Regions from separate parts of the Mus musculus genome. Here regions 2, 3, 4 and 5 are each linked to region 1. The links are chromatin contacts, called in public HiChIP or PLAC-seq and promoter capture Hi-C maps. All regions are on one chromosome and are shown on one strand. Each heading gives the region's core, a stretch centred on a gene start, on an enhancer-like site or on the middle of the called end of the contact. The rest is flanking DNA. Distances are from core to core; before and after follow the strand shown. Region 1 holds the start of 4932412D23Rik (RIKEN cDNA 4932412D23 gene). Region 2 overlaps Zbtb20 (zinc finger and BTB domain containing 20). Region 3 overlaps Gap43 (growth associated protein 43). Region 4 overlaps Zbtb20 (zinc finger and BTB domain containing 20). Region 5 holds the start of Gap43 (growth associated protein 43).

Region 1 (4,500 bases), core at 1,348-3,847:
GGCAAACAGGAGTACGCTATATGTCCCAAAGCCTTGCCACCTAACTAGGTGTCAGAGTCAACACCATATCTAACCGATCTAAACACCCACCCCCAGCATTGCCCTCAAGTAAAAAACATACTCTTTGCCTCATTACCTAGTCAATAAACTCAGGATCTTGGTATAGTGAGAATCCCAAAATGCTGGCCTACCTAGGCAGACAAACAAAGACAGCTTCCAGAACATGGATAAAATTTAATCATTTTTAAGCTTTTTTTTCTAACCTAATAAACACTAGAAGGTCATCAGGAAAAGGCATTATTGCTCTGGAGCCTGGTGGGGGTATACCTGTCAACCTGCTCTTCATAGCTGAAATGCTTGTACTTCTGTCATCTAAGACCTGAATCAAAGCCCCAATGCCTGATTGCCTCACTCTCTGGGCAGCTCAGAGACTTCCAGAAAACTCCAATTTCTTCTCCTCACAGGTTTATTTCAGCACCGTTTGACCTCAGACACAAAGTTCTGCAAATGGAATTCAATGGAATTCAGAACCCCAATCTTAGGCTTTTACACTAGAGCAACTGAACAGAACCATCTGTGGTTCTTCAACAATTCTAAAACCAAGTTTCTTGGGAGGATTCAAGAGATGCTGGAGTACCACCATGTCCTACCTGCGTGGGCACTCTGACGATTTATTAGGAATTCTAACGAGCAAGGATCTGAGAGAATAAGCGAGTTGTTTGTTGGTTTGTTTCATCTACTTTCCCTAGAAGTCAAGTCAAACCTAACTGTAACGCAAAAATACAAAACGTAGTCAGATCCTGACATAGTCATTTGTGGAGAGGGTCAGAGGGTTGGGGTCTATTCCCACAATATAGAAAAATGTCCTTGAGACAAGAAGCTAAACCAGGAATCCCAGTAAATCCTGTGAGAGCGTTAACTAGCCATTGATTCCTTGAATTGAGAGCTCACACTATTTTTCCATAAACTAGTATTTGGATGTTCTAAGTTTTTCAATGGCAACAAGTTGCAGCAGTAACTTGGAACACTGTTCACTTGAAATCACTGTATACGCTGAAATTTTTTATAGCAGAAAATACCAAAGTGAGAAAAGTCCACTTTAGTAACATTCTGGTGTGTGTGTGTGTGTGTGTGTGTGTGTGTGTGTGTGTTTAAAAAATAGTAAATTTCACTGTCTAAAAAGGTAACATGTTCAACTTAAATCTGGGCCAATGATTCTGAGGACTATACCATCAGGTGCAGGCTTCCAAATGTTTTCCCATGCCATTCAGATTTCTGCTGGAGAACTGTCTTGCTTCTTCAGACCTGATTTGACCCGGTTCGGAGTAAGAGATCATCAGATTACCGAGCTAGGTAGCGTAGCTGTACGCCATATTGTGTTTTTCGCTAATGTTTATAGTCTGTGTGTGTGCCTAGCATATGCTTGTGCAAGTGTGTTTATCAATACAACTTTTACGAAATCCCTGCCTCCTGCCTCTTCTGCATCCTTAGGAAGGGGAGGGGCTGAAGGGGGACACTGAGAGCCCCCCACACAGGGAAAAGCATTAAAACAATTAGAGGACCACATTTGAATGAACTTCAAAACCATACTCCTGTATTTGGGGATGGGGTAGGTTTTGTTATTTTGTTTTGTTTTGTTTTATGTCTCAAGGTATGAGAGAGCGTTAACTTTTTTTTTTTTTTTTAATGTTTCGGAAGGGGCCCAAAGGCTAAAGAGAGGAGGACAGGGTTCAATCCTTGCCAAGCCCCCCTGTCTACGGGTGAGAGCAAGGCAGGCTGGGCTACGCGCCCAAGCCCGGGTTCTCCGAAGCCAGTTCTCTGCGCGGGAGGAAAGCGACTGGGAGGGCGGAGGGAGGGAGAGGAGAGGGGCGGGAGCCGGCGCCGCCAACAGCTCCGGAGCCCCGGCCGGTGCCCCTCAGCTCCTCTTCTGGGAAGCCGCGACTCCAGAAGCGGGGAGGAGAGACTAGACGCAGTGGCAACGACCGGACGCCCCGCCCGGGCCAGCGGCGGACCCTCCCCGCAGGGTCGCGCGAGGCCGCCGGGCGGGCGCGAGGAGGGGCGGCGGGAGGGCGCGCGGGGCGGGGCGGGGCAGAAGCCCCGGGCTGCGGCTCGGAACTCGCGCCACGGCCCCACCCCGCCCCCTCCTCGGCGGCCCGTCACCCCCGACTCCCCGCGACTCGTAGACGCCCGGCCGCGCTCCGCACGCACACACCCCTCCCTCCCGCCCGCCCCACAACAAATTAGAGTTTTTGGCGTTACCTCCTCGCGCTCTTTAATCTTCTTTCCTCAACTCCTAAACTTCCCCCCGCCCCTACTTCTTCGGCAGAAGGCCCACATTGGGCGCCCGAAGCCGCGAACCTCTACCTTGTCCTACTATTGGGCGGCTCGCATGCCACTCGCTGCTTCAGCTGACCAATAGCGTTTGGACAGCCCTCGTGAGGTTGCCGCCCATAAACAAAATGCACTCTTCCTCCTCCCCTCCGCGGCTCCTCCCCTAACTGCCCCTTCTCTCATCTCTGTCATCTTTGATTGGCCTAGGAGACACCCAATCCGCTATCTCAAGCATCAACTGGTGAGCGGAAACTTCACTCAGAGCAGTTTTAACAGTCTATTGGTCAATGTTCTCAACTCTTCCCGCCCACCAGCGCCCTGTGTAGAGAGGCCAGCTGTCTCTGGTTATTCAGTGATCCAAGAGCTGGGAAACTATTGGTCGACAGAGGCCGTCAGACCGGACTGTAGTGATCGGTGATTGGTCAGTATAGGCACGATCAAGTTTGGTTGTTTACTCCTCCACTTCCCCACCCTCCTTTTCATCCACGTCCCCGCCCCCTCCTGACTGCTTTTACTTTCTACGCATTTCTATTTCCTCCTTTATTTATTTATTTGTGATAAACTTAAATGACCCGAGGATAGAGGCGGGACTCCAAGAGGGGCTAGAGGATGACGGGCGGCGGCCCGGGGCCAATTGTCGCGGGGACTGCGGGGTGAGGGGCAGCGGCGGCGGCCAGTGAGAAGCAGGTGTCTGCCGCGCGCCGCCTATGGAGCCGGGATGCCCCAGCGGAGGCGGCGGTTACCCGCTGTCTGGCTCGCCCAGAGGGGGAGGGGAGGGAAGGGGTTCAGTGCAGGGAGGAGGGGTGTCGTGGTCACGGGCAGTGGATGTCCTAGCGAGCAGGATCCTGGCGGTGGGAGGGACCGCTGGGCGGGAGGCGACCTGAGGCCCAGGGAGACAGAGAGGCGGGAGCAGTTTTAGGACTCCCAGGGAATGTGTTTCTACAGAAAAATACCGTGTAAAACCGTCTGCAGAGAGCCGCCCTTAATATCAATGAGGATTTATTATCCTACCGGAAAAAGCAGATTATGTTTCTTATTACTAAACGCCTGAAGTACTGACGACCCAACTGAAGCCCACAAAATTCAATATCCTGGGAGCTAGAAGGAATAAAGCAACACGGAAAATTAAATGCAGTTCAGATGCTTCAATAAAACCTTCATCTTCATCCATTTGTCACTCAGCATAGTACTCCCCAGAGCCAAATTCTAACAAATACTGGTCAGGCAAGGGCGGGGTGGAGGAGGAAGGGGGTGAGGCCTGAGGCCAGCAGGAAGCCAAGGATAGATTCCTGAAAAGAATTCCTTAAAAGGACTAAGATGGAAAAAAGAATGGCTTTTCACTCTACAAAGAAAAAGAATTCCTGCCAAAATAAGAACTAATACTTTTTAAGGAGCTTAATTTGTCACGAAAGGGATTTGTCAGAAACACCAACCATACAAAGAAACTGTATTTGTAGTATTGGTTATTAATACAGAAAATAATCTTATAGATTATAGACTTGAAAAATAGATTCTGGTAGACTTGAAGTAAGTTTAAGCCTGGATTTCACGTAGGTTTCCTTGACACACACTAAATACTTTGAACACCAAATGTTTGCTTTGACTAAGTAGAAGTCTGGCAGACCATAAGCAAAACAAAATTAGCCCTGACTTAAAAAAAAAAAATAGCACAAGGCCTTGACTTCATTAGTACATTAGGGCCTTTCTGAAGATTATGGGTGTGGCTATCAGAATCTAGAAATTGCTTAAAATATAAGAGAACTGAAGGATGTTCAAAGTAAAAAGTGCTACCGAGTGTGGATTTAAATTTGTGTATAAACTCTAAGTAAAAGTTTTACAGGAAATAGTCTGTGCAGAACAATCAGCTTCACGTGAGAAAATTAAGTAAAATTTAACAAAAGTGGGCAACTACTTAACCCCATAACTTTAAGAAGAAATGACTACTTCAAATTCTTATCATTTCTCATAAATTTTTAAAGATACTTTGCAGTGTTTTGTAAATGTGAGGATTATGATGAGGAATCATAAGGGCAACTATGTAAAATATATAACAGTGACAAGGTGAGGCCTTGGGTGTTACTACCTGTATTTTTTACTGTCCAATTCTGCTGTTAAAAGGCGTTGAGCTCTAAGGAATATCTCAGTGTTCATGTTTACATTGCATGGCTA
Region 2 (4,500 bases), core at 1,257-3,756, 630 kb before region 1:
TCATCCTCGAGGGTAACTTGTTTGAATAGTTAAAAAGGCCTCCCAAAATGAAAACCAAATCTCTACCATGACTATAACAGAGAGCTAATGACGAACTGCACTCGAGCAGGAGCAATGAGAACTGTGAAGCTTACGAACAACAGTGCAGACCTCAGAAGATGCCTACATGAGACAACATCACATCGAGAGTGGAGATAAAGCTTTCTGGAAGTGGGAAGTGTTTCCACTACTGACTGGAGAGACTGTTCCTCAGCAGCTATGACAACACACTGAACCAGCAAGAGCACCTGGGTGTGTATCTGCAGGAGGAAAGTACAGGACCAACTGAGCAAGAGGCCAGTCCAATTCTTTTGTCACTTGCCTTTGGAAGGCTGGCTTTAAAAAAAAAAAAAAAAAAAAAAAGCCTGTACAAAAGACACATGTGTTCCTTTTCGGGTATTATAACAGGCCCACCTAGATTTAGCTTTCGATTCCAGATGAGCTCAGACATGTTCAGACTAGCACATCTTTGCTCTGTAAGCACTGAGCTGCTAGCATTTTACTGGCAAATTCGCGGATCCCTAAATTTATGCACAATAGATGCCCTTAAATCTGCAAATCTTCTGTTTCAGGCAAATTCCTCCTTGAGTTAAAAAATTTCCCCATTTACTCTGCTAGTAATAAGCCAGAAAGTTAAGGCAGGCAACTCATACAGGAAAGAAAAGTTGAATAGTACTTACCCTAAGTACAGTGTGCAAGCCTTAGAGGGCAATTCACTTTTTCTCTAGGATAGTTAGAAGGGTATCCAGGTCTGAGCTCAGCTCCTGCCCCTTTCCCTTCTGGAAAACTGAGGAGACTCACTGAAGGTGCCTCAGAGAAGAATCCCACAAACCGACAGCCTTACCTGTGGCCATTCAGAAGATTGCATTGGTGTGTATTTAAAACTATGAATAAAGTCAGAGACAGCGCATGCTCAGCAGGCAATTTAAAAATATTTATAACATTGTTGTCTCGAAAACAAATTTCCTCAAACAAAGCAAAACTCACATTTCTTACCCATGCCAAGTTTAACGTTCTGAGACAGAGCTGTTTTGGAGTTTTCCGTTGGGGGAAAAAGGTTTCTAAAAAAAATTTTTTTTTTGAGCTGAAAGAGAATAGTTCTCCCTTCCCTTTTGGGTACTCTTAAAGGGGTGGAATAAATTTCTCTTCAAGTTTCAACAAAACTCACAATTGGTTATAAAAAAAAAAGACATTGCACATTAAAGGTCCATGAAAAATAATTTCAGAACAAGTAACAAGAAGCTAAAATCTACAGGTCTGAAGGATGTAGCGGTCACCTGAGTCTTTAAGGCAGTCTTGTGTGTTGTAACACAAAAACATACACATACAATCAGAATCTAGTATGTTCAGTATGGCAAGAATAATGTATAGACCACTTTAGGCATATCGAGAGAAGTTATGCTTTTTTTTTTTCTAACTAAAATCTGAACTCTCCAAAACTAAAAAAATACATGAAATTATAGGGTAAATTCAGCAAGAATTGTCAGTATAATTGCACAGCAAGCATGGAAAGATAGCTGATCACATATTGGTCAGCTAAATTTTGAGATACATAAAATAAAAATTCGATTGAGTTAAGGTTTTAAAAGTACTAATTGCAGCAAAACTGCTCGTCTTTCTCCAGTTTGGGATTTTCTCTCTCCCTGCCTTGAATACCCTAAATACCCCATCTACCACCTATCACCAAACCCTGACCGAGCAGCGCACAGATCTCAAAGACCTTATTTAAATCTCTTACTTAATCTTAAGTCTCTGAATAGATTGCAACTCCTGCTCCACTTTCCAGTGGTGCTCAGCTGGCCTCACAAAAGCGCCACGGACATATCCTTAACTATCTCTGATGTTTTCAAGCTCAACAGAGGGTGCCAAAAAGAAAAGAAAAAAAAAATCAAAGATCGGAAAAAAAAGTTTATTAAAGTGAAAGCAGGAGCCCAGATTTGAAGAAGTTGCCTCTACTTTTATTTCCCTCACAACTCCGCACAGGTGTTTCCTACCTCACGCTGCTGTGCACGCTGCTGAGGAGGAGGGGTAAGTGAGGGTGGGGGAGTGGGCCAAGGTCTGACCAGCAGGCATCAGGAGCTGCAGCCTCCTGGGTTAATGGATGTGTTTAAAAATGGACCCCAAGCCCCCAAAAGCCTGGAATGAGGTTTCTTTTTGGCAAATGATTAAACCACTATACTGAAATAATTAAAGCTTTGTCCTTAAATAAAGCATCCGATCAACAGAACAAAAACAAAGATAAAAACTGCACACACATATGCATGCGTGCACACACTCTGACACACAGATACACAAAACTAGCGGGTGAAGGGAGAAGGAAATTAAATAAAAGAAAACAAACAGAGTCCTAACAGGCCATTCTCCAAAAAGAAATCTAAATAAAAAGTCATATGATATCTGATAGTGCAGGACACGTCGCCAAGAACCAGAGCGGATTGCCTCCAGGAAGAAAGGGCCAGTGTATTCCAGCTCAAAGAGCGTTTCTTTCTTCCTCCTCTATGTTCCCCTTTCTCCTCGACTGTTGAGTGTGTTACTCTCAGGTCAGACCTACGAAGAATCCCAGAATGACAGCTATCACCTCTCACTGTACTCTCCCAGCACAGCTAGCTGACGGGGCTGCCTGACTTGGGGGGGGGGGTACTGCTGCATTCAGCAACAGCCTCTTCCTCTTCCAGTCCTCCCTCTGTCCCTCTCAGAAAATCCTCTGGCCACCCCAAACAGCAGACAGGGAGAGAGATGAAGGGTGAGGAGAGGACACTCACACACACAAACCAAATATGCAGGTACAACAGCTGCAGTAACAAAAGGATTCAGGAGAGGGGAAAAAAAGAGAAGAAAAGAAAAAGAAACCAAGCAAAGTATGTGTGGGGGCTGGGGTGGGGAGCAAGGGCAGAAAAAAATCCCCAAGCCTCTTGCCTTTAAGCTAAAACTTTTTAAAGACTTAGTTTCTTTTATTTTTGGTGAGTGACTTTCATTTTAGGATCGTTTACAAATTCTACAAAAATATAGACTTTTGAGTGGAATTCAAGAATTTCCCGCAAGAAAACATGCAACTGTGACAAGTGACCGGCCCTAGAAATTTTGGATTTGCCCAGACTTCCCTTACTTCTAGTATCTTCCCATGAGGTCAAGTACTAGCTTGGCCACCCAGTGCCAGGCTTAATTTGAGGGTCATTACTGAAGGAGCACACACATAGACGGGTTCCCGAAAAGACCCCTTGTTATCAAGTTACTTCAAACACAAGGCATTCAGCCCTCCCAGCCAGGAGGGCTGACTAGTGAGGCGTTGCCCTCTGCCCCATAAGCACTGTGCCCTTTAGAAACACAGATAGACGTACAGTTCATACACATGGGAAAATATATGTACCTCTAGTTTTTCTTATAGTGTCCGGCCCCAGGGATAATGAATGAGTTTTATTTTTCCATAAATGGGAGGAAGAGGAGGAGAGAGTTTCTGACTCGTGGACAACTGTTGTAGTTGTTTCCCTCTGAGCCACACTTAGGTGCTCAGCCTAGTCTGCATTTTCAGGGTTTTGTGGTGGCGCTTGTAGCTATTTCCCCTCTGCTCAGTTTAGTGTCCATTATGTACCTCAAATGATTACCAAACGACACTCAAAATATAAACACATTAAGAGCAGAACTTTCAGAAAGAAAGCATTTCCCTGGGATTATAAGTTAAGGATATTAGTATAAAAATATAAAATGTACAGCATGTATTAAAAGATAAACTGTTTACTATACTTTGCTCATACAGTTCCCGTCCTGATTTCTCTTTTCTTTTGTTAGAGGATTAATTTGAAAGTGATAAGCATTCTAGAATGTTTACTACAAACACAAATTCATAGTGGAAATACATACGCATAGGCAAAACATCAAACAGAATACAAAGCTACATGGCAATCAGAATTGTTGAGAAAACCTCCGTCTAGACTACATTTTGCTTGAACTAATATATCATAGATGGGACAAGTAATGTCTCTGGGAGTTTGGTAATTTATATCATAGAAACAAAATATAAACACCTACTCCCTTACTACCTCTCCTTTATAACTGACAAGTGACACAGAGATGCCCTTTACACAGATGGATGCAAAAACTTGGGAGATCAAATGAGCTGATGTACCCCACTGGTATTTTGGGAGCTCCAATTCCATAATTAACTTTTTACCCAAAAAAGTGGCAAAAGTAGAGGATGTTCTTGCCCCTAAATCAATTATTTGATGGACTCTCATTCTTTCTTCCACAAGATTTCAGGGACACAAAAATGGAACAGACATGCTAAGGGAAGATGCACCCTGAGCAACTTTTGCAGTGAGTAGGGAAAGAACAGCAAAGCGGGCAGAGGAGCAGTTGAATTTAGAAAGACTAGAGGAGGAGAAAAGAGCAACACAGCCAACTTAATTAGTCATTCCTTTTAATTTTTCATGTATATATGTAGGGGTGATGGAGAGAAAAGATAAC
Region 3 (4,500 bases), core at 1,150-3,649, 570 kb after region 1:
TGGGTGTCCATTGGAAACAATGGAATAAAATAGAAAATTCTTACTTGATCAGTAGAGCCATTTTCAATGTATTCAAGGAACATATTTTCAGACAGAAGTGTGGTTCAGGTTGCAGTCAGTCCTCAGTGTAATCTATAGATCACTGACTGCAATCAATCAAAAAACGCATCTGGGTACGTCTGAGCAGACTCCTGCCCTCAGCAGCCTTCGAGGTAGAGTGAATGAGTCTTTTTCTTATAATTATATTAGTTGGCAGACATGTACAATGAAAGTTACAAACCCCTGATGTAGATGGAAGAGCATTTTTGTTGCTCATTTGAAGCTGGGTTGGAAGAAAAATCATTTAATCTATTTAAACTTGAACTTTGTAACAGTGCAGTCTTCCATTTCCCAGGAAACAAAGGTATGTTAGTAGAAACGGCCTTGCGGTGAACAGCTTCTTAGAAAAGACAATTGTTAACCTTAAAACTTAAAACACCTCCCACACTATAATAACACAAGTGAAAATTTCTTCATCTGTCTGCAAAACTTCAAGTTCATCCAAAATGGAGCTGGAGAGCTGTCTATCTCTTATGGAAACTTATACCAATCAGGTTTAATAAACCTGATTATTTACAGGATCATGGGTACCGTACCAATGGCTATATCACCAAAGAATCTCTCTCTCTCTCTCTCTCTCTCTCTCTCTCTCTCTCTCTCATCCACCATTAATTCATATAAATCATCAGTTAGAGATGTGCTCCCATAAGTCCTTCCTCTGATCGTGACAGGGTCTTCATGTGTCTGATCTTATACCAGGAATCATAGCTACAGAGCATTCTAGATTGCAAAAGCCAGGTCCTGCCACAAGACAGAAGCCTTTATTTACATCTGATTTCATTGGAAAAGGGGTGTATGCATAAAACCACACACACGCACACACACACACACACACACACAGACACACACACACACACTCACACTCACACACCTCCTCTCTGAGCTATGTGTTATGTTAGCCAATTCAACAGTAGTGAGAAGGAAGGTTACAAACCTACTGTTTACCTGAAACCTTTGTGTCAGAATTCGATTCTCAAGAGCAACGTTATGGGAGAGAGGGTAGCTAAATGGCGTTTCAAGGGAACCTTCTTGCTGCCTGGTTAAATGGTAGAAGGAACTGTTGGGTGAGGAGACTGGATAGAGAGAAGAGTCAAATTAATAGGCACCTGAGAAAGAGCCACATTGAATTGTAAGTGCAGACGAGGAGAGTTGCTTAGGCATAAGGATACAGTTGTCATATGGTCATCTTCAGGCTTAAGAAAGAAACGTTAGGTAAAGGGCTTTTCAGCTACCAGCACTTACTACTGAGTGCTGTCTGATCCAGAACAGCCAGGGTACTGGGCAGTTCCCTGTGAGGAAGAGAGAAGAATCTAGATCACTTAGTGGGCTCAGTCACTACATCCATAAGTGTCCAAAGAGTGTTCCCTAAGGCCCACAGACCATCCTGGCATCGAACCCCTCCCTTTTTCTCCCATCATGCAATGTATCAGTCTTCAGGCTTTCCTTCCTGTAATTACCTTCGAAGTTGTGCCTTTGAATGTTATCTGGGTTAGGTGACTGCTCTCAGTCAGTTATTACCAAATTCTTCACTCCTATCACAGTTTATGTGTTTCGTATGTTTTGATCTTTTTTTTTTCTTTTCAATAACTCGGCCTAATAACAAAGACACTTTTCTAGAGGTACAGAAGTAACAGGCAGCACTGAGCTTAGAAAAACTGTGGACATTCTATGGACACTCAGATGAGAAATTAATTAAACACACTGCCTGATGGTTTGGATTCAGGGGCACCCTGAAGCTCACCCTCTTACCCTTGATATACAAAATCTGTATAAAATAAGGAACTGACAAGACCCCAGACTTTGGGGAGCAGAGGAGGGGGCTGAAACTAACTTGCTTTTTCCCTAAGCAACGCTGATTTTGACTGGCCTCTCTGCAGTTTCCGCTCTTTCTTGCACACACTGATTTTTGGCTTCCTTTCTGTGCTTTAGTTGATCTGCCCTACTCCCTACATTTTGACATCTGTTTCCTTTGGTCATCCCTACTTTGCACTTCATTCTCTGTCTTCCGCGATGGAACTGGCTCCTTCCGGGTGATCTCATCGCTTTGTTTCTCAGCCTCAGCATGCTCCTCTCTCTCTCTCTCTCTCTCTCTCTCTCTCTCTCTCTCTCTCTCTCTCTCTCTCTCTGTCTGTCTCTGTCTTGCTGTCTTTCAGAGCCCCCACCTCTCAGCTTGCCGGGGTGGGGAGTGGTGGTGGGGCTGAGGGCGTGGCTTGAGACCCCAGATCCTAAGGATGCCAGGGCGGAGCACAGACTGATCATTCGGATGCCCCACCCGCACAGCCCTAGTGTTCGCCCAGAGGTCTGCAACTAGTGGAGCCCCTCCTCCAATTCAGCAAGCATCTAGTCTTAATGCTCTCTCAGAGCGCTAGGGAATTCTTGTTTGGGAGGTAATTGCTTCTTGCATAGGCTTGTTTTGAAGAACAAAAGCTCGAGCCTCTGTCCCAGACCTCTCAGAAGAACAGTGAGGGCCAATGGGCTGGGCTCCTTTCTTAGTCTTCTTAAATCAACCAGCTTGCTCCTGCTGCTTATGCAGAGACCTGGGTGGGTTACACAGCAGGTGACAAAGAATGGGAAAAGCTAACTGGGTCAATTGGAAGTCTGTCTCCATTTTTTTTTCCCTGACTTGGAGGCTGCTAAGGGCACATTAGCATCCCTTAGGCTATGTTCACTGTTTCCTTCAGCGGGACAAGGGGAGACCATAGCAAAGGGCTGGATGGTTTCTTTACCTCAGCAGAATCAGACATTTGCAAACTAAGTAAGAATCATGGAAGATGTTACAAAAGAGAAAGCCAGCTAAGGCAAAACCAGGGACTCCATTTGAAAACAATGACCCTTCGGAATTATTAGTATTCATTTACATTTATTTAGGTTTCTTGAGTAACTGCACACAGTCCTCTCTCTCTCTCTCTCTCTCTCTCTCTCTCTCTCTCTCTCTCTCTCTCTCTCTCCAAACTTGGGAGGACAGTAAATGAAGCAGGTGGAAAGAAGTGAAATTACCATCCATGTGGCGAAATTTAGATACTGTGAGATTTCCTCTTGGCTTGGAAACACCTGGCACCAGGGTTGTTCATTCATCCAGTAACATGAATGAATCTCGGAGACTGGCAGTGGGATAGGGTGGTGTCGGGGGCTGTACGTGACATCACACTCACAAATGGAAGAATAGCGAGAAGCCTCCAGCTAGCTTCCATGGGTCCCTGCCTAGGAGGTGGCAGCTGTGCAAGGACCCAGGATCACACAGAAACTACTATGTGGAAAGATGACACTGGGCAGGCCAGCACACGTGCATGCGCGCACATACACACACACACACAATGTATATATATATATATATATATATATATATATATATACATACATACATATACACACACATATATAATGTGTATATGTGTATATATTTGCATATCTTCGTTATTTTTAGCCATCTGACTTTCTTCCTCCAACCAGCTTGTGATCATATTATTCACATATACTCACAGTGTGACTTTTTAAATGGTAACTTAGGTATTCCTTTAGAATCCTTTCCTCCCTTATCACAGAGGCTTTGGGGAAGCTGTGACTTTCTGCTGACTAATGAATGGTGTAGTGCCAGCCTTTAGGAAGAGCTGGTATCAGCATGTTATCGACTGGCGTTTACAGGATGTTAGTATCTATTTGACAATGAAATGATTCATTTGTCAATTCATAGGTACTATATATAGTAAAGGCACCCTCCACTGTAAGGAACCAAGCGTAGGACCATAGCTGCCAGCGGGATTTCCCTTTTCAGCTCGGTGATCTACTGGAAGTGGCTATTTATGATAATGCATATAAACAATTAAGCATATGTAATTATGATAAAATCAGTGACAGTAGAGGCCAAAGTCCAGGGAGGAGACCCCATCCATACTAGATTCTGCAATTAGATTACAAATCTCAGATGCTTCATTTTCTAGGGAAACAGAAAATCAGAAAAAATGCACATAATCATCTGCTGGTAGAGCTTTGATGCTTGGGGTGTTTGATTCATCAGATAGGTAGACTGAATCCACTGAAGTATAAGGACTTTCACAGGTCTCAGGCAGGTTGGGAGGGTCAAATAGGGAGCCCTGGACACCTGACAACTCTTCTCTTCTTCCTCCTCTTCTTCTTCCCCCTCCTCCTTTCCCTCCTCCTCCCCCTCCTCCTTACTCTCCTCTCCCTCCTCTTCTACCTTCTTCTTCCTCCTCCCCTTCCTCCCCCTCCTCCTCTTTCTTCTTCTCCTCTTCCCTTCCTCCCCTCCTATATTCCTCATTTCTCTAAATCCAATAAACAGTCAATCCTTGAAAACAGCTTTCCATGTAGAGTGCTATTCAGAAGGAACTGTGGATTTCGCAGAACAGGCGGTGTGGGTGATATGGCCAGCACTGTTCACATTAA
Region 4 (4,500 bases), core at 917-3,416, 560 kb before region 1:
TAAAAGAATAACAGTAATATGTTGATTTTATCCATCCTTGTTTGTGGACATAAAATGTCGACATAAGACGAAAGAGAGAGAGAGAGAGAGAGAGAGAGAGAGAGAGAGAGAGAGAGAGAGAGAGAGAGAGAGAGAGAGAGAGAGAGAGAGAGAGAGAGAGAGAGAGAGAGAGAGAGAGAGAGAGAGAGAGAGAGAGGGGAAGGAGAGAGAGAAACACGAACACATACACTGGTCTCCAGAATAGAATATAAAATGCATCCCCCCTTAGAATAAGTATGTTTTATATTTATTTATACCCTTAGCATAAATTTCATACTAGCACCGATGATTTCCATTAGTTTGAAGGTAGGAATTAAAGTAAGACCAAACTAATTTATGATGAAATTCTATGGTTATTTCTGCAAAATCGTGGTAAAATAAATGCCAACCTTCTTCTCTGATCACAGAAAGCACTGAGTAGAGCTTAGAGCCCTGGGTTTGCTCTCGTTTTAACAGTGACTCACTGTGTCAAATCTAGAGTCCATGACCTCCTTGGGTGCCTCTCCTCTGAAATGAGAGTGTTTTAAGGTGAATACCTACAGTTCTTCTCTGCTTTAATAAATGCAATATCCAGCTAAGTAAACTGCCACGCATGGCAGATCCCTTTATCTCTGAGACTGCATGGCATTTTCAGATGAGAGAGGAACACTACTGTTATGGAGCTTATATGAAACCTACGATGACTCTACAGCCCTACATCTACACAAAGGGGTGGGGCTGGAACGGGCTCCTCCGTTGCCACTCCCTTCTCATTCTGTAACACCCGTATGTACTTAATTGTCTGCCATCCTAAATCCTACCCAAGAGGCCAGTTCTGGTCCTTAGGCAATTGTTGACTATTCCAAAGACCTTTTACCTTTCTCTTGGGCATGCAGGAAACCTCCTTTCCCCAGGCTTCCATGAAAACAGAGCCTCGTGACCACATTCTGGCCAATGGAATCCTGGTGGAATGATACATACTGCTCTGAGTCTGGCTCAGAAAAACTTTTCTCTGTTGTTTTCGTTTTCTCTAGTCTTCTGTCTGGATGTAATACTCAAGGTTACTCTAAAAGCCATGTCCAAGAGATGATGGAGTCTCTGCCAACCTGAATCCATGATTAGTTTTGCATGAGCAAAACAGAAAGTTCTATTATGTTAATCCACTAAGCCTTGCAGGTTTATGTATTAGAGAATCTAATATTACCTGAAGTAAGAGCCCTCCTAAACCAGACACACTGGTTCTATTCCAAGAGACCATTTATGTCTCACAATGATTTCTATCATGTTTTTTTTTTTTACTTATATGCAAGAGCTTTGTGTGCAATAAATGCATTTTATTCATTCTCTCCAAACTGTAGTTATTTCAATGATTTCAAAATAGAACATAACTAGTTCAGAAATTACAGAAGGTAATAGAAATAGTTTTGATTAAAGAGTACCATAGCTATTTGTCTTACTCTATATAAGTAGAGGATAATATTATTTTTACACTTATTTTTGGTTTGAAAATACACTGTGGTCACTAAAGCAACTTAATATATTTTGTATACTGTTTCCTAACAATTTATCTTTAAAGTACACACAGAATTATTTCTAAAAATTAGGACAATAGCAAGTGAAAGAACATTAATTGAAAAAGGTAAGAACTATGAGTGTACATAAAAAAGGGGTGCTTTTAGGGCAAGGCTTTTGGATCCCTTGCTGTGCACGCGTGCACCCCACCCCCACTAATTAAACATTAAAAAATGGCAAGTATTTTAGTAAAACAGGCTTCTACCACCTATGAGATTCCAGCTCCACATTCAAGCAGAACAGTGCTCTTTGGGCATGCTGTGTCAGTGCGGGCGTTCTCCTTGCTGAAGGTGGCTATTTCTAGTTTCAGTTTGATTCAAGCTTACCAGTGCTGTGCCTGAGGCAGTTAACCTTCGGTTCCTTATCAACAGTGGCTGATTTTTTTGTTTTTGCCTTCTCTCTTGGATCCTTTCTTGTCTTCTCTTTGGCTCTTCTATCCTCTCTGCTTCCCAAGTACTGAAATGTTCTAGTTCTATTCCCAGGAGTTTTCCCTTTAAGCTTCTGCTTGGGTCACCCTGTCCATTCTCAGGACTTACCATGTGGTCAAAGGCAGCTACTCTATCCAAGACCTTGCTGCAGAGCTTGAGCTCTGCAGGACCTGTGGCATCTTGAGTAGTCCAGGACATCCTTAGCATCTGACAGTCACCTTAAGGGCAAGTTCCAAAGCAATACAATCTCTGCCCTTCCGGAGCACATCACTCTTCCTTCCCTATGTTTTCTTTTCCCTGAGGATGACATCAACTTAGAAGTAGTACTTGGAAGCACATTACTGTGCTAGACACAAGTTAGCGTCATCTGGAAAAAAGAAACTGATAAGTGTCCCATCAGACTGGGCTGTAAGTGAGTCTGTGGAACATTTTCTTGCTTAGTGTTTGATGTGGGAGGGCCCAGTTGACTGTGAGTGGTCCACTCCTGGGATGATGGTCTTGGTTTATAGCAAAGTAAGCTGTGTGACCAGTGGATAACAAGCCATTAACCAGCACTCCTTCATGGTCTGTGCTTGTACTAACCCCTTGGTTTCTCTCAATGATGGATTTGGATCGGGATATGTTTGTTTACAGTATGCTATCACAGCAATAGGACACATAGTAGGATAGTTAGTTTCTCTGCTGTGTCTCTTACTGGAACCAGCCATAAAACCCTAGTTTTATAGTGTTTTTGAGATGTTTAGTCTAAGCTTAAGGATTAGGGAAGTGGGAGACAAATTAAAAATAGGATTCTTAAACCCTATGTCAAATATCTACTATTCTGAATTTCTTGCACAGACTATGTTTTTAAAAAAAGACCACAAGTACAGAATATAATGAAAAAAGTTTTTCATATCATTTTATGATGCCAGCATTCCATTAAAGCCTGCACAGAACCTTAACATCAGTTGTAAGATGGTATGTAAGGTGTGTAAGACTCTTAGACCAGTCTCTCATATTTGAAACACATGCTCTTCACCCTAATTCTCATTATCTGAAACCAAAGCAAGCAATGACAAGGAAGGAGTTTTATGAGGTAAATGGAGCTGTGCTCACTGATGGCCCTTTAGTAACCTTTGTGAACTGGAGTTTTAAAAGATGTCTTTATTGTGCATACCTCATGAAATTCTAGGGTTGTGGGTATTGCTCATTTTGGAACAAAATGGAACATTTTGGAACTATGGGCTCACACTTAAGTAATATATTTTTCTTTGATGTACAAATGAGGCTGCCCCTATTTAATAATTTGTTTTGGTTTCTTAAAATTTACTCTTCAGTGTTTTCCACAATTCTTCAACATTAGAAAAAAAACCCACTGTAGCAACCAGGTCCCTTCTTTTTTTCTAACTGTGATATATTTATCATCTATTACACAGACCTCCTCTGTTGCTTCTTCCCTATATACCACCAGCTCTAACATCTTAAATTTTCATTTGACATACTGCTTACTTAAATTATTTCATGTGTGTTCCCATCCATGGAAATTCATTTTTGTGTGACATAAATCCCTACCCTATTCTATTTCACAGTAATAAAACTTTATACGGAATTGCCAGAGAGATAGGTAACCAACCACGCAGTTTAAATTAAGTGCAAGATACACATGTTTGAATATTCTGCTTTCTGTTTTAGATGTGTAGAGACAGGTCCTGCTTGTATTTGAGCATCCTGTCATCTTTTTCAAACTGGTACTCTTGCTTAAACCTAGGAACAATTTTCTCACTTTGAGTCAAAAGTAACGTCTGCTATGCACAAAAGGCACAGTTATGAAATAATATGTGTGTTAAGTAAATCTCCTCTAAACAATAATTACAGTCAGTGCAGTCTCAAAGAGGCTGCCTCATGACTTGAGCACATGCCAGAGATAGAGCCCCATCTTGCACGGTGTGTCCTCATCCACGCTGTCCCTCTGCACCTTTAACGCTTTCTTTCCCTTGGCCAAGTTAACCTTTGCTAGTTGCCATAGCCATGGTAAATACCCTGTTTATTGGATTTTATTAGCATTTTAAATTTTGACATTTGGAAAGGCACAATCCTCCTTTTTCATTCTGTCATTTCTTAATGTACAAGTGTCCAGGCTCTTTCCAATTTTAAGTTTCTCTCGCTTAGCTTCAGAAGATTGTAATTTTGGAAAGTTGCAATTATTCTGCTAGTCCATAGCCAGAACGTATCAATTCTTATAACAAAATTTTGGTAAGAGGCAGTATTCATACAATTTAAGCATCAGCGTTTTAGTTCCATAGTGTCTTGCATATTTTAGTGAAATGAAGTTTGGTCTGAATCACCCAGTTAATGAGGTGGATATTCCACTTTTTTTTTTTTTTTGGTGACACAGAGGTAATAATGTTCAATTTTATAAAGCACTGTGGAGTTTCCCAAGTACTTCCATGAACACAACACTTATTTGACTTTCAGCATGTGCTATGGTATAAGCAGCATCCTT
Region 5 (4,500 bases), core at 997-3,496, 530 kb after region 1:
CAAGTCAAAAATCCCCAGTCTTGGAATCCCATCAAAATGAGGTCCAGGCTGTACCCATGGCACTGACCACCAGACAAAGAACTCACAGAAGCTGAGGAGGAAGCCAGCGCTACAATTGTGGTGTAACATTCCATTGTGCAGTTCAATCCTTACCCAGGGCTGATTCCATTCCTCCTTTTTCTGACTGTAGTCTGCCACATTGTTTTTCAAGTTCCTTCCCATAAACAAAACAGCAAGGAAAGCTAGGAGAGATTCTGAGGTAGCGGAGGACAGAGAAGGGAAAGACAATGATCTTATGGCTTGAGCAATAAACCCCATTTTAGTGGTAAAAGGTAAAAGAAGTTATTTCTTCTCCGACACTCACAGCTCTGCAGGCAGGCCGGGCTTCCTCCCTTTGGTCCTTTCTAGCACTAGAAGACTGATTCTAATCCCTAGCTTCAATGTTTCCATTAGGAGTCACTTCTCATCCATTCTCTGCCCTCTTCTGTCACTTATGTCCATGGAAGCTGGTTTTGAAGACTCAGCTCTGACAGGGATTATTGCAAAGTTAAGAGACTATTAAACCCAGAATGTAGGTATTTTTTTTAAAGAAAATCATAAAGTATGAAAACCAAGGAACACAAGGAGGGGGGGGGGCAACAAATGGCTTCGCGTTGTAAATTGGGTCACTCTCAGAGAGACGCCCTAGTGTTAATTTCTAACCATCATCCCTAGTATCACCATCACTGACTCTGGCCATCTTTTAAAAGGCGTGCCCCTTAATCTATTAAGTAGGCTCTCAGCAGTTCCAAAATAAACATGATAGCACGTTGTCTGCCCGTTGTCTGTTAAAAAAAGTTCATGTCTAGGAGGGATAAAGAACAACATGAGCTATTTAATTAGATACTTGTCATCAGTAATGAACAATAAGAAATCATCTGGAAAGTTCTTTGACGTAGTCACTTAGAAATGTTACCAACATTTCAGAAAAGTTGTCTGTAAAACTACCTATGTCAAGAGTGGCTCCAGAGTGTCCTGTGCACATTGCCTCCCGTCCTAAAATGTGTTGGCATGACTGACATTATTATAGCCACTTTATAGATGTAAAGGGCTCTCCAAGGCCACACAATACCAAATGTCTAAACTTTGCACAATACAGATTTACAAGTCATATCGCCCCCCTCCCCCCAGAATAGCAGAGGCACTAGAAGGAACTGAGGTGGACTTCATGGTATGCATCTTTCCTCAAGACAGAGTTTACCTGTGTCCATTGCTCTCAGAATGTAAGACATTAAATGTTAGTGTTACAGAAATCTGTCATTCACAGACACTAAGCTAATTAGAAAGAATCACAACTGTCAAAGAAGCTTGTGTGCATAAGCAAATAACCCACTATGTAGTTTTAGATATGGAGTCTAATTCCTAGACCATAGTTTATTCCACATTCAAGTGCTCAGAATGCTTGACTGCTGTGTGTGTGTGTGTGTGTGTGTGTAGCGTACTGACACATTTGTAGGTGATATATTTGTGCATAGCTAAGAGTATCATATGTGTGCAGTTAGGTTATATAAATAAAATCAGTTAGTGTTGAGAAAACTGAACCTCCATGATTATCAACTGCGCGTAAAATCTAATGGCAGCTGTAACTTATGTGCACCTCTAGGTCCTCTTTGCATTTTCCTTCTTGTGGTACTGGGAAAGAGGAGAGTTAGAAAAGAAACAGGAGCATTCCTCGGGCCCCACTTCCCTAAAACATGTTCCATCCAATCTCTCCAACTCTCTGGAATATCCTTTCTACCCCCACCCCATAGCCCTCCCAATGCAGTGCGGAAAGTCAGTGGGTAATTGGGTCCAGATTGGAGGTGTTTAAATATTCATGAGGCTGGCAGGGGACTGGGAGGGGGTGACTGTCTAGAAATGGGGGTAGGGGCTACGGGAAGTGATTAGTCACTGGAAGCTAGCAAACAATTCTGAGAAAGGGACCCAGGGAGAAGGAAGAAAAAGATTGGGTGGGGAGTGGAGGAAAGAGGAGAAGGAAGGAAGGAAAAGGAGAGAGGAAGGAAAGAGGAGGAAGGGACGAGAGGGAGAGAGAGGGGGAGAGAGGGAGAGAGAGAGAGAGAGAGAGAGAGAGAGAGAGAGAGAGAGAGAGAGAGAGAGAGAGAGAGAGAGAGAGAGAGAATGTGCGTGTGCGGTGAGCAATAGCTGTGGACCTTACAGTTGCTGCTAACTGCCCTGGTGTGTGTGAGGGAGAGAGAGAGAGAGAGGGAGAGGGAGGGAGAGGGAGGGAGGGAGGGAGAGCGCGCTAGCGCGAGAGAGCGAGTGAGCAAGCGAGCAGAAAAGAGGTGGAGAGGGGGGGAATAAGGAAGAGAGGAGGAAAGGAGAGAAGGCAGGAAGAAGGCAGGGGAAGATACCACCATGCTGTGCTGTATGAGAAGAACCAAACAGGTAGAGCTAAAGATTTCTTTTTTACTTCTTTGCTGTTGTGAAATTATCAGAGTACAGGGTTTCCTCGTGAAAGGCAGAAAAAAAAATTTTTTTTTTTAAAAAAAAACTGCTTCTGCCCTGGCATGATGCTCTGGCTTCCTTAGCATACGGTAACTGATGCTTGCATCCCGGCGTTATTCTTTTCTGCCTTTCATGATCTGGTTTTTGGAATGCTGCTACTAATTAGGGTAAGGGGAGAGAAATATGCCGGCTTGGCTAGAAATATGATTCCCCTCGCCTATTAGTAAGTGCTCAGCCGCTAGGTCTCTGGTTTTGAGGGTGTGGATGCAGAAAGGGGTGTGGGGACGATGTGGGCTCTATCTACGAGATCAAAAAAGCTAATCTTGATATTATTTGTGGAAAATTAGGTCTGGGGGAATTATAGTCACATTTCAACATTGCCTGTTCCGTGATTCAAATTTTCTCACATGTGCCGCGGAAGATACCTGATTTCGTGCTCGCGTGAGCTTCAAAGGGGCGCAGGTGTATGTGGGAAAACATGTGAAGGTTTTATTTATTTATTTAACGAATGAATGAAACTGATTTAGGAGATTTTTTATTTTTTAAAGAGAGCCTAAAGACAACAAGGGTTGGGGGAGAACTGCCTATGCCGAGGGGGAAAACCCCCTTCCTGAGATCAGGAACGGATTGTGTGCCAGCTGGTCCGGGAAGAGGATGGACCACGCCCCTAGGAGCTTTGAGCTGAGATGGGATGGGAAAGGGGAGCCGAGCCCGTATTACCTGTTGGAAACCGGGGCTTTTCTCTTTCCCCTCTTCCTGTGAGTCTTTGCTGGCATTAGCAGTGACCTGAGGTGTGTTAATATCCTGGAGGAGGGTGACTCGTGGTCCTCAGGATGAGGGACTGTCCAAGAGGAGCTAGAATCCCAATCCCCCACCTCCCCTCCCCCACCGCCTAGATTATTTTTTTCCATTTTATTTCAAATTGCTCACTTATTTCGTGAAAGACGTTTTAGAAACTTAATTGAGGTGAGGGTGCTTGGGATCCTGCAGTCATCCACAGCACAGGAACGCTCTCCAAATGTAGCCTTCAAACACCCCTAGGAGCATGTTTGAGTGATTTTTAGAGAAGGTTAAGAAAGAAAAAAATGGGTGTGGGGTTGGAATGAGTGTGTGTGCCTGTGTGTGAGTGTGCCCATGGCGGGGTGGGGTGGGATGGCAGTCGTGGTTGTAGACCCCCTCTGCAAACTGATTGCTGTAAGGGCGGGGTGCAAGACAGGGGTATTTGGCATTATTCTTGTGCAGGTATTGGAAATTGGACAATTTGTTAGACACTTTCTGAATCCAAAGGGGATGGGGGAGGGTACAGAGGAAACAGCCCTTCAGCCTGGCCACATGCAGCCAGCGCCCTGGAAGGAGGGGTGGGGGGTGGGGAAGAGGAAGGACTAGAAAAAGAGGTAAAAGCCAAATGCCAAAGTAGTTAGAGGAGAAGCAAGCCTACAATAAACAAACAAGCAAATAAATAAATGCAGATCCTTGGCTGTGAAGGGGTGAATGGAGAAAAGTCTGGCAAGGCGGGGCAGGGGGGGTGTTGCTGCCTGTATTTCTCTAACTGCTCTTGGTTCCAGAAACTGATACTTCCATTGGAACATTTGTAAACATTTATTCCCATGTCTTCCTTCATTTTGATATATGAATGTAACAGATACAGGTGCCAGGGGGTTAAGCACACCCTCAGAAAAAGGTTGCAAGATGACTGCACTGGCCAGCTGGTAAAATACAATTTAGGAAGGTGGAGCCTTAAGGAAACCAATGCTATTCGTTTTAAAGGCTTGGATTTTGGAAAGAAAAGTGTGGCTGGCTGACAGCTTGTTCCCACCCTATTTTTGTGCATGGGAGTATCCACACATATCCTTCAGTAAAGGGAACCAAGCATGGTTTATAGACAGGGAATTGGGGCTAACGGAATTCCCTCCCAAAAGAATGAGGACAGCTGCTTCCACTAGCTTCCTCTCACTGACAGCCCGGAGCACACACTCTGATGTGCAAAGTGATGAAGATGAAATTACGTGTTTAGGG

Evidence for each region. Promoter capture Hi-C pulls out the DNA fragments that hold promoters and counts their contacts. HiChIP or PLAC-seq counts read pairs in DNA pulled down with a chosen protein or histone mark.
Region 2: a contact with region 1 is called in an H3K4me3 HiChIP or PLAC-seq map of embryonic forebrain, with 6 times the contacts expected there. The contact joins the enhancer-like site here to the promoter of 4932412D23Rik in region 1. A contact is called at or near these places in 5 of 39 promoter capture datasets (the 3T3-L1 cell line, hippocampal neurons, liver and 1 more), 7 of 484 Hi-C or Micro-C datasets (cerebral cortex, forebrain, muscle stem cells and 1 more), 13 of 115 datasets of contacts at active chromatin or transcription factors (the NIH/3T3 cell line, SST interneurons, bone marrow-derived macrophages and 10 more) and 1 of 9 other capture datasets (adipose tissue).
Region 3: an H3K27ac HiChIP or PLAC-seq map of stem cell-derived epiblast-like cells shows a contact between it and region 1, with 8 times the contacts expected there. The contact joins the enhancer-like site here to the promoter of 4932412D23Rik in region 1. A contact is called at or near these places in 16 of 39 promoter capture datasets (the 3T3-L1 cell line, 3T3-L1-derived adipocytes, cranial neural crest and 8 more), 4 of 484 Hi-C or Micro-C datasets (all in embryonic stem cells) and 22 of 115 datasets of contacts at active chromatin or transcription factors (craniofacial prominence, differentiating embryonic stem cells, embryonic basal ganglia and 11 more).
Region 4: a promoter capture Hi-C map of liver shows a contact between it and region 1, with 5 times the contacts expected there. The contact joins the enhancer-like site here to the promoter of 4932412D23Rik in region 1. A contact is called at or near these places in 7 of 39 promoter capture datasets (the 3T3-L1 cell line, 3T3-L1-derived adipocytes, liver and 2 more), 2 of 115 datasets of contacts at active chromatin or transcription factors (acute myeloid leukemia and embryonic basal ganglia) and 1 of 9 other capture datasets (liver).
Region 5: an H3K27ac HiChIP or PLAC-seq map of stem cell-derived epiblast-like cells shows a contact between it and region 1, with 8 times the contacts expected there. The contact joins the promoter of Gap43 here to the promoter of 4932412D23Rik in region 1. A contact is called at or near these places in 9 of 39 promoter capture datasets (cranial neural crest, embryonic stem cells, frontonasal cranial neural crest and 5 more), 2 of 484 Hi-C or Micro-C datasets (the N1E-115 cell line and embryonic fibroblasts), 12 of 115 datasets of contacts at active chromatin or transcription factors (embryonic hindbrain, embryonic midbrain, embryonic stem cells and 5 more) and 1 of 9 other capture datasets (embryonic stem cells).

The regions. Positions count from the first base shown.
Region 1 is chr16:42,873,684-42,878,183 of GRCm38.p6, reverse strand. 4932412D23Rik (RIKEN cDNA 4932412D23 gene) reads left to right here and starts at 2,597. Exons shown (of 4, transcript NR_040521.1): 1 at 2,597-2,752. It also overlaps a transcript of Zbtb20 not described here.
Region 2 is chr16:43,504,542-43,509,041 of GRCm38.p6, reverse strand. All of the region lies in intron 5 of Zbtb20 (zinc finger and BTB domain containing 20), which reads right to left. Among named protein-coding and RNA genes, the nearest start is that of Gm15713, 87 kb to the right of the region's middle. Within about 2 kb of position 2,506, at least 90 of the 459 cell types and tissues checked have an H3K27ac peak or open chromatin away from gene starts, as enhancers often do. A contact at or near this core is called in adipose tissue, cerebral cortex, embryonic forebrain and 7 more, where this site is marked.
Region 3 is chr16:42,304,095-42,308,594 of GRCm38.p6, reverse strand. All of the region lies in intron 1 of Gap43 (growth associated protein 43), which reads left to right. Among named protein-coding and RNA genes, the nearest start is that of Mir6540, 2.9 kb to the right of the region's middle. Within about 2 kb of position 2,399, at least 132 of the 459 cell types and tissues checked have an H3K27ac peak or open chromatin away from gene starts, as enhancers often do. A contact at or near this core is called in craniofacial prominence, differentiating embryonic stem cells, embryonic basal ganglia and 8 more, where this site is marked.
Region 4 is chr16:43,429,632-43,434,131 of GRCm38.p6, reverse strand. All of the region lies in intron 4 of Zbtb20 (zinc finger and BTB domain containing 20), which reads right to left. Among named protein-coding and RNA genes, the nearest start is that of Gm15713, 12 kb to the right of the region's middle. Within about 2 kb of position 2,166, at least 16 of the 459 cell types and tissues checked have an H3K27ac peak or open chromatin away from gene starts, as enhancers often do. A contact at or near this core is called in liver, where this site is marked.
Region 5 is chr16:42,338,397-42,342,896 of GRCm38.p6, reverse strand. It overlaps Gap43 (growth associated protein 43), which reads left to right and starts at 2,246. Exons shown (of 3, transcript NM_008083.2): 1 at 2,246-2,424. The coding sequence starts at 2,395.